Regions from separate parts of the Triticum aestivum genome. Here region 2 is linked to region 1. The links are chromatin contacts, called in public Hi-C maps. All regions are on one chromosome and are shown on one strand. The core of a region is the stretch at or near the end of the contact, and the rest is flanking DNA. Distances in the headings are between cores, read along the strand shown. Region 1 holds the start of LOC123124090 (elongation of fatty acids protein 3-like). Region 2 holds the start of LOC123124095.

Region 1 (5,242 bases), core at 247-2,746:
ATGCATGCCAATTCTGACCAACATACGCGTCTGTTCATCACTTCACTTGTTTGGTGGCACGTCAACAGCGCCCCTTTACTCACTGACAGGGATCGCACACTAGCTAGTATGGTCTGTAATAATAAGATGCCACACTGAAATCAGCTTGTTCAGGCCAACAAACAGCGCCCCCCCTTGCAATGAACACACGAACAGAGTATAGCAAGCTAATCAGCAGCAGCAGGGGTTCGAACCAATCGTCCACCCCACGCGCGCATATGTGTATGTATGTATCTATCTATCTATGTATGTATACCGATCTCTATAAATAAAATTGAATTTTGTTTTTTTGCTTTGGTTTATAGCAGCAGCAGCAGCCACCTCCTCATCTCATCTCATTGGGATGCCAGATGCCGAACGCCGATGCCAATGCCGGCCTCTACCTATATGTACAGTGCACCAATGGATTGTACTACAGTAGTAGTAGTATATTACAATGGTCGGAGGGGATCACCTCACGCCGCTCTCACATCTCCTTCTTCTTCTTCTTCTTCTTCAAGGCGGCGGCGGCGGCGGCGGCGCCCCCGTCGTCGTCGCAGACGCCGCGCGTGCCGTAGCAGTGCAGGAACACCCAGAGCAGCGCGGCGTTGAGCAGCGTGTTGACCACCCAGGCCCCGATGCCGCTGCACCCGCCGGCCATCGCGCCCCCGAAGTGCATCCACACCACCCCCGCGTGGCACACCAGGTTGCACCCCAGCAGCCCGAGCTGGCACCCCAGCGCCACGGGCGCCGACCCGCTCCGGGCGGCGCGCGCCGCCGGGAGCCCCGCGCTGTCGACCCAGAAGCGGAACCCGAAGGCGACGGCGTGGGCGAGCGTGGAGGCGAGGATGGCCAGCACCTGGAACGACTGCGAGAACTCGAGCCACAGGAAGGCCATGGCCACGGACGCGGCGTGCGCGAACACCCGGGCGGCCGCCCCGCGCCGGCGCCTGACCACCGCGAACGCGCCCCGGGCCGCGTGGAGGTACCGGGAGAGGTAGTAGGCGTAGGACCAGAAGAAGACGCGGCCGGACGAGCGGGTCCCCGGCGGGAAGCAGAGGAGCCACCGGAGCGGCGTCGTCCGGCTCCGGCCCCGCCACGACCAGCGCGTGTCCCGAATCTCCGCCACCGCCGACAGCAGCGTGCCGGCGAAGATGGTGGCCGAGACGGCGGCCATGAGGAGCGCGTGCGCGGGGGGGAGGGGCCCGAGAGGGAGCGGCTTCCGGCGGCGGAGGAGCGCGTCGGCGGCGAGGCAGAGGGACACGTAGGTGGCGAGGAAGCCGAGGAGGAAGGCCCAGGTGGAGAACCAGAGGCCCGAGGGGCTCCAGCGGAAGCCGACGATGTCCGGGTGCTCCGCCAGCCAGTAGGCGACGTCGCCGACGAGCGCGGCCATGGTCCGTCCGCCGGATCGGTCGCTCGCCGGCGGAAAAAGGGGAGGTTGTTGCGGTCGTACGGTGCGGAGGATGGAAAGGGATTTGGGGAATGGGGGCCGGATATATATACTCGCCTGGGCCTCCTCTCGTTTGTCGGTCATCATCTTGGTGGACCAGGTCAAAGGGCAGGCACATCTACCTGGCCCAGCCCCAGGCCCACCAGGGCCCATGAAGGCCCTGCGATATTTTTGAAATATGCATAATGTCACTCGTTGGTGCGAAAAGAAGATCTGAGTACAAATTTATATAACATGTGCGAACACACACACACACACACACGCCGAGAAGGGTTGAATGCCGGAGCCGAGGTGTTTCGAGGTTCATGGAGCCATCATAGTCGCATCGCTATCGATGGAAACATGTGAAATCATATTTCGATGCCACAAGATGTAAATGGCGCAAAACTCAGTGCTTGGTCGGTGGTCAGTTGTCTCTAAACGAAATACTTAGTGTCCTGGTGCCTTCAATTTACCAAAATCCAAATTGCCTTGGTGTTGCAAATTGCTTCATGTCATATTTTGCATCAAAATAGTTTAAAATTTTCGATTATAGCAGGCTTGGACCTTGGACAGTATGAGCCGGGCTTAGAGTTCGAAGCCTTGTAGGGTCTCAATTTATTTTCATTTATTTATTTCCCGGGGGGAGGGGTGGTCTCAATTTATTAACTTTGAGTTTTATTGTTATATCATTTTAGGGTCATAAAAAACTTCCAAAATATTTTCAAGAAAATTGTAAAACCTTTAGAAGATGTATCTTTTTGGGTGCTCCAGAAAATGGGTACGCATGATAACAATCAACATATAAACAAAAGGACAAAGGTCTTTATCAGCATATAGACGAAAGGGAAAAGGTCTAGAAATGTGCTTGCCTAAAGTTAGGGTGGCCATTCTCCAAGGAGCGGCTGGTGTGATGCATGGAGCACGATTTGCATGCATTCTTGCTTTGGGGGATCCGTCCACACCACCACCACCATCCTAAATTGTTTGGTTGTTGCCATAGGACCAAGTTTATGCACGTATATATCGCAGCAACATGACAAGTGTCCACTGGAAATCGGACACTCTATATGCATGAAAACAACCACAATTTCAGTTTGTTTTGCCATGAAAAAAACAACAACATTACTGTCGTCGTCTTTGAGGGAAAACTAAAGAAATTCACAACATAGACCCATTCTCGCTCGCTTGGTTCCTTGAGTTTTCGGTTTTCGAACATTAATTTATTACTACATTGTTTGTTAGACTAGATTAATCATTTCGCTTGATTCAGCGTATTTGTATTAGGCCGGAACCTATCTGCAATTAAAAGAACTGCCGACGACCAAACTAACGGCACCGACCAAATTATTTGGATTTCATAATTTCATCCATCCAACCATTTTTTAGTCGCAAACCGTGCGTATCGGCTGATGTTAATGATCGTCTTGTGGTAACGACTAGAGTTGTTTTATTAGGAGCACTGCATAAGCGCATCAACCATTGCCATATCAATTTTAATAGTAGAGTCAACCGCAAGTTGATTATATTTTAATGGCATGTCATGTATAGCCATTAGCCATTATGTATAGTACTACCTTTGACCCTCTTGTATTTTGGATAAACTTTGACCATCTACACAACTAATAAAATATAAATTTTAGGTATATGATACAAAATTCTAGTGTGCCAAGAGAAAAGGACATGTCAACACTGAGCTAGGTTGTACATTTCTTTTTTATCCTTTTTCAGGAATCACGTCTTGAATGACCAACAACACACAAAAGCCGTGTGCCAACTTCCCACTGATGGATTGAGTCACTCTAGATAGATTATTAATCTACATGCAAAGTTAGAGCAAGTACAATAAAATAACATAAACTTTTTGATTAGTTGGAGAAGGGAGAAAAAGAAAAGAAGAGAAGCCGCATATAGAATTACATCCGGCTATAGCATGAAACTCCATCACCCTTAGGAAAGACAAAAAATGGAGCACATATTTATGGCATCACATACTAGTATAGCATGGTTATAATATAGCCAATTATGGGCTATATGCAGTCGCCACATCATATATAGCCAACCCAATAGCCAACACGTATAGTAGCTAGTTGCTAAGGCTGGTTATAGTGGGGAGTAACTTATACCAGTGTCATGCATATGACACTAGTCTGAGTTACTACCTTCATAATGAAAAGTAACATAGTAGTAGTGTCATACAGGACTTTATTTATTAGCTTATAGACTCATCTTGTCTTGGAAAGCACTACACTTCTCATTAACTGCATGCCATGTACGTAAAATTTGCTTGGAGTGTGCTATGTTAGTAGCTAAGTTACTCACACTATGACTAGCCTAAGAAGTATTACTTTATTAATACCTGTCCCACATTACACTCTCACAATGTTTCTTGGACCCCGTGTTGCAGTCAGCTCTTAATCTACATTCCATTTTCATTGTCTCTCCCCTTCTCTCTCATCCAACTCAGCTGAAACACTTGCCTACTGACCATACCTTATTAGATCTGCTCTGACTAACTATTATACAAGTGGACTATTATTAGGTTCTCTATAAGTGACGTGACAACTTCATGTTGCCGATTGATTGCTACACATTTTTTTAATGGTGGATTGCTACACTATTAAGTATTAACTATGCTCTGAAGGGTGATATAATTGAAAACATTTCTTCAGGATGGACGTAAGCATGAGGTGGTCGGTCGGCGGTCGGTCGGTCGGTTCTTCGGTTGAGTCAAGTCCAATTCCAACATAGAGCACTCACCGCTACTCTGAACTTCTTTTTTCTTGATAATCATTTTTAAATTTTTATCACAGCTTCCATGAATGTCACTGCATCATGAAACTTTGCGAGCGCTCTAAACATTCAGCATTTCCTACTACAGAAAAAACTTCAAATCTTTTGAACATTTTTTTTAAGTATACCATTCGCACAGGTCCATGCGTGTTTGCGAGCAGATACTCGGCGTCCCGTGGAGTACTTCTTTCTTCAGAGTGAAGTCGCTTTGACCTCAAAGAAAGGTCTCTGCTGCTCATATGTAGAGTGCTACTACAGTTTGCGGTCGAATACATCAACATTCCCTCCTTTTTCAGTACTCTTTACCACCTAAAGTATGAAGAACAAGTGGCAAAATTAAGGAATAATAAAAAAGAACTTCTGGTTGGTGCCTAAAGGAAGATTTATTATGTGCTAGCTTCTCTACCAACATGTACTACTTTTATATGTAGCATGGTTGAGGCAAATATTATGTCTCCGTTTCAAAAAATATTCATTTTATATGTACCTTTATCAAGCTGTCTTCTGGAAACTGAGCGATGTATTTTTGATCGTTACTATGGTGGGACGCACACAAAGAATCTAATGAAGCATACATGCATGAATATATTCAGTATTTTTCAGCTTGTAGCAGGGGTGCCCTAGATTGGTTGGTCTTAATTGGAATCTATCTTTGGTGTTCGTCTATGTTCGTGTGTCTTCGTATTGGATCCTTTCGATCTATGTTATTCATCGGCGGCGGTTGCTGTTCTGGTGCGCTGGTCCTACGGGGCCTTAGCACGACGACTTCCCGACTGTCTACTACAACAAGTTGTGCCCGACTGCGACGATGGAGGAGCGATGACGGCGGCGGGCCTTCGGCTCACTTCAGTGCTTATAGTCGTCGCTAGGTGGTCTATGAATCTGGATGTAATTTCTACTATTTCTGGTATTCGTTGTACTGCTATGATTAAAGATGAATAAATTGGAAATGTTCTCGCAAAGAATTCTCAAAAAAGATTTATATTTAGAAACGGAGCGAGC
Region 2 (5,150 bases), core at 2,103-4,602, 420 kb after region 1:
CTCAGGGGCTTGAAATAGCGCCGCCTGGGGCGAAACTGGCGATAAATTCGGCGTGAGGGCGATCGGGTTCCCAGCCGCCGCACCCAGGTCGTCTCCAGACGCCGTTTTTTGAAAAAAAAAAGGAAATCGGCCAAACACGACAGAAATTCGTCCAAACTAGGCGATTTCATCGAGATTTGTACCAAAACTTAAAAAACACACTAAAAACGACAAACTACGCCTAGCACTACTACGCCGCCGCCGTCTCACGCCATCTACATGCCGAGCAGCCTGTGGAACCGGGTGTAGTCGCCGTTGCCGTCGTCGTCGTCGCTGTCAAGGATGACGATGCCGCCCTCCTCGCGTCCGCGGCGCCGAGCGGCGATCTCCTCGAAGGCGCGGCGCTGGCGCTCCTTCTGCTCGCGGACGTAGTCCACCCTCGCCCACTTGAGGTCGGTCTCGTCAGCGGCGGCCATGGCCTCGAGCTCCTTCTTCACGGGGAGCAACCCCAGCTCAGTCTTCGGCCTGGCGAGGCGGGAAGAAGAAGGAGAGGGACGGCCGCCCTCGTTGATGACGAGGGGGCCGCCGCGGGTGCGGCGCACGAGCGGCATCTCCTGTGGTTCCGGCTTGATGGGGCGGAGCGCCGGCGAACCGGAGGAAAGGGAGCCAAAGCCCGACGACAAGGAAAGTGATCCAAGCAACCCTGCCATCCTTTTGCGTCACTCTCAGTCATCAACCTCTGGATGTCTTCCTCGGTTGGTGCTCTCAAGTACTCCGGCCAAAAACAGCGGTCACTGCTTTAGTGAATCTTTGAACAGCCTCCAACATTGTGTCTTCATCAATGCCGACATAGTCATCGATTTCATCGGCCGAACACCCATATGCCAATAACGAATAGACGCAATGCATTTCATGAGAGGGCTTGCACTTATATCTCCACATGCATTTCTCCGGAGCTTGAACCAATGATCATATCTCTGAACGGCTTTTGCAATAGTCTGAACGGCTCTTATGCAGGAGTAGTAATCTTTATTTTTTCCCTTTAAGCGAAGGGAAACGATTGCCCTGGTTAATAATCACCAAGTGTCCACCACCTCCGTTGCGTGCCACGCGTCCTCAGCATAAAGGCGAGTGCAAGCACCTATTTCCACAACAATGGCGGTGTTGCAAATCTTGGCGGCGAACGGCTACTGTGATGCGAGGCGGCTTCATTTTGCTTCGTTTTATAAAAATATAATCCTGCAACAAGTCCTGTGTTGCACAAAATTAATCCGCAACAAAACGGTTGTTGCAGAAAAATTCTAAAAAACTACAGCAAGATGTCTGTTGCAAAAAACTGCAACAAGGCATCTGTTGCGAAAAAATCTACAACAAGATGTCTGTTGCAAGAAATTTTCGCAACAAAGCATGTGTTGCAATGATGGATGGTAACGCTCGGCCGCCTGATGCATCAAATCTAACGGCTCGCGCACGGCCGAACCTTAGAAAGATCAGCTGGCGGACGCGTAGCGCGCCCCTTAAGTGAAAGCGGAAGCAGAAGACTTGTCTCTTTTCATTTATTGAAGGAAAGATTAGTCCGTTTTCAATTAGGAATATTAAAGTTTTTTTGCATGGTAATAAGTGTCTCATTCATATCATAAAGATCAAAGTACAAGTCACATAAGAACCAACATGACAAAACTGAAAAGATAGCAGAACAACTCTGAGCTTGACACCAACGTCCGTCACCTGCCTCCGGCACCACCACAACAGTCACCGAAGAAAAGAATGGCAGATCACCTTGTCACCCGAGCTCGACGCGGCTCCATCGCTGATATGCAGCTTTGCGGACCTCTAAGATGGCTCACCAAAAGTGAAGCCCTTGCCGTTGAAAAAAAACAGACTGGGGCAACACCCCGGACACGTCATCGAACTCCAGATCTGGCACCCCGGCATGACTAAAACCCCGAAAGAGAAAACCATACATGTCATCCACGAACCACGAACCCAGTACACGTTCCGTCTTCCAGATGTCGTCGATGCAAATTAAAGTTTGCATAGGGTAATTAGAGCATGGTTAATAGTATAGCTATAAGATCTTGCCAGATCATCTATAGCCGACAAGTAAAATAGTTGCAAATAAATATGTACTACCTTTTTGATACATGGCCCACCTCAATCTCTCATAACATGTCCAGGAGCGTGCTGCACTCGGCTATTAATCAGTAGTCCGCTATCCTTCTCTCTCCTTCAACTCACTAAAAATATAATATTTAAAGGCTTACAACCCGCCTACGTCATCCTATTGTACTTGTTTTTATATGTTCGGGTGTGGCTAGTTCTAAGTTGACTAAGACTTTTTTTTAGGGTAACTTGACTAAGACTTGAGGAATAAGGAACATAACCAATATGGGGAACAAGGGAATACCGGACCATATCTGCTTTTGCGCCCTGACAATCTCACTCAATTACAGGACCTATAAATATTAGTACAGTATACTGGGGTCCTCGGCCAAGATCTGGTGCTGCTACCCGAAGACTTATCTGAATAGCCATCGTTGTTAAGATCTGGTGGTGCTACCCGAGATCCAATGAGAATTTGCGCGTAGCTTTTTGTCTTTGACATAAAAAAAATAAGGTTGTAATAACAAAACTGACATTTTATTTTCTTTGCCTTGCAAGTGAAACAAGAAAGACTGTATAGTTATTTCGATTCTACAAACAATCAAAAGAATTTCACATGCAGTCGACTGAGATTTAGCAAGACCGTATACGTTCCCGTAACTCATCTATAGCCTTGATACTCATCGAGGGGGATGAACAGGCTAAGATTATATGGTGATCCGTACGTACGTACGTGTCAGCTGTGGCTGCAGAGACGTAGGAGTACTATTTTAGATAGGAACAAGAAGTTATAGAGATGGATCGATCTAGAGGATGGTGGTGATGCAGCACGCCGGATAAGCCAGGCGGCCAGCCAGCCAGCCGTCGATGGCACCAACCTCGGCACCGTAGGTCGGTAGCGTCGGTCCAAACTAGGAAGGCGCAGCTGTTGCGCCCTCGCCGATGCGTCCAACAAGCAGCTGACGCAGAAATCTGCAAGTCACAAAAATTCCACAATAAAAAACTCCGCCGAGAGATATTTGCATGGCATGGCTGGCTGGCCGGCCGGCCGATCGCTGCATGGCAGGCGGGCGCCGCGATTGACCGCCCGTCCCCATCCACGTGTTGCGTCGCCGGCGCCGCCACCCAGCCACGCGGGCACCCCGCTTCCGGCTTGCTTCCACCGTCTTCTCTTCTAGAAGCCTCTCACGGTCTCAGCCCCTCGCGCACGCGCGGACGCCCGCTATATATACCTCCCCTGCCCCCGCCCTCGTCTCCATGCTCCATATACTCTGCCTTGCTCTGCTTCCGCTTCTTCTTCCTGTCGCTGCAAGTGTAAGTTCTTGACCGATCGTTCAAGCGCCCACGGTTCGACTTGGTCGGCCGAGCACGTACGTCGATGGACCATCTGCTGCACCATGGGCACGAGATGAGGAGGCCGTCCGTGCCCGGCCACGAGGCGGCGCTGAGGGCCGTCCAGAAGCCGCCGGCCAAGCCGTGGCGCGCGGGCGGCGGCTTAACGCCGGCGCCGACGCCGCCCAAGGTGTACCGCGTGGAGCCCCGGGAGTTCCGCGACCTCGTGCAGAGGCTCACCGGCGCGCCCGCCGCGGCCATGGCCAGGCAGCACCAGCACACACATCAGCTGCAGCGCGCGCCGACGCAGCCCGTGCCCGTGCGCCCCGGCGGTGTCGAGGACGCCGCCGCCGGGGGGCAGATGTACGCGCCCTGGTGCTCGTTCCCGCTCATGGGCCCGCCGGCATCCATGCACCCCGGCCTCGACGGCCACCATCTCATGTAGAGTAGCTCCGCCCTCCGGCATGCCGCCGCTCTTGTATGTACATCCTTGTTTTCTAGGACAAGCAAAGCTAGGCGCGTAAACTTCAAGGGAGCGAGTAAAAAACTTTTTAATATCCAGTCCAGTTAGTTCTAAGTTCTTAGCAAACTCTTTTCCAGAAACAAAAATGTTGTTAGCAAACATAATACTCCCTGTTAAAAAAAAGCAAATATAATACTCGTTGCTCCCTTTGTAATATTGTTAGCACCTGCACAAGATGTAATTACCAAGGTTGAAGCGACAGTATGTTTGCGATGAACAAACTCACTAACGGTTAATCATCTTTTTTATTTGGCAATTAGAGAGAGTTTTGTCTGATGTCGTGTGGTTGCCTCGTTTTTCAATAAAACTGGGTTGGAGAACCCTTTCTTTATAAAGAAGTAGATTCACTAAATGTTTCTAACTGAAGTAGAAACATGCTCACCCATATCAGCAAAAGCTTTTACATTCCTCAGCCCATATTTCTAGGGGGCCAGGATAATGACCTTATCTAGGTAGAGAAGTTTCCGTGGTCTTGAGTGCCAGTGACCCAAAGATCATGGAACGTCAAAGGGGGGAGGGATGTCAATTTCATCCCTAATGCGGGCGTTACACGGACGGGAGAGTGCGGCCCTATTTTAGGGTGACTTTGCATTTAGGGCAAAGGTCGTCCTATCCTAGGGTTTCATGTGGAGTTTATGTTTTGTGTTTAGCATGTCTCTGGTCGCGCGGAGATCTTTGGCCTTGTTTTTTTTCTCTTTCTACGGGGAAGATCTTGGCCTTGTTAGGGACATGTGAGCCCCAAATGATAGCAGCGTTAGGGTCCTTGCGAAGTTGACGATGAGACTAACTATAGGCCGCACCCAAGGAGAAGTCACGTGGCCAATAGTGCTGAATCGCTTGTTAAGCATATGGCGCAACCTGGAGTATCACAATAAAGGAAAGCGTCGTACTTTTTAGGTTTGTGGACATTTTCCCAGCAGGCGAGATTGTTATCACTAGTGCAAGATTGCTCGGTTGCCTAGCAAACATGCGCTCTTCTTTCGGCATAACATTTCTATAAAAAAAACTTGTTTTACTGGAAGGAAAAGGTTAAAACCAAAAAATGATCTAGGACCCGATTACAAACTACGAACTGCTTTGAGTTCCAACCTAAGCAGATTTGGATCTTAGATTGCATGGTACGATAGATGCAACTTTTTTGTTCCATGCGGAAACCGCTTCCTCGCGGTAGTGACACGTCCGCTAGCACGTAGATAGGATAATTATTTCATAT

The links. A called contact is a pair of places that touch in the nucleus more often than the background predicts.
Region 2: a Hi-C map of leaf shows a contact between it and region 1, with 2.2 times the contacts expected there. The contact joins the promoter of LOC123124095 here to the promoter of LOC123124090 in region 1. A contact is called at or near these places in 2 of 5 Hi-C or Micro-C datasets (both in leaf).

What each region holds. Positions count from the first base shown.
Region 1 is chr5D:8,760,075-8,765,316 of IWGSC CS RefSeq v2.1, forward strand. LOC123124090 (elongation of fatty acids protein 3-like) reads right to left here and starts at 1,497. Exons shown (of 1, transcript XM_044544791.1): 1 at 175-1,497. The coding sequence starts at 1,411. The coding sequence ends at 506.
Region 2 is chr5D:9,182,154-9,187,303 of IWGSC CS RefSeq v2.1, forward strand. It overlaps LOC123124095, which reads left to right and starts at 3,353. Exons shown (of 1, transcript XM_044544796.1): 1 at 3,353-4,160. The coding sequence starts at 3,461. The coding sequence ends at 3,859.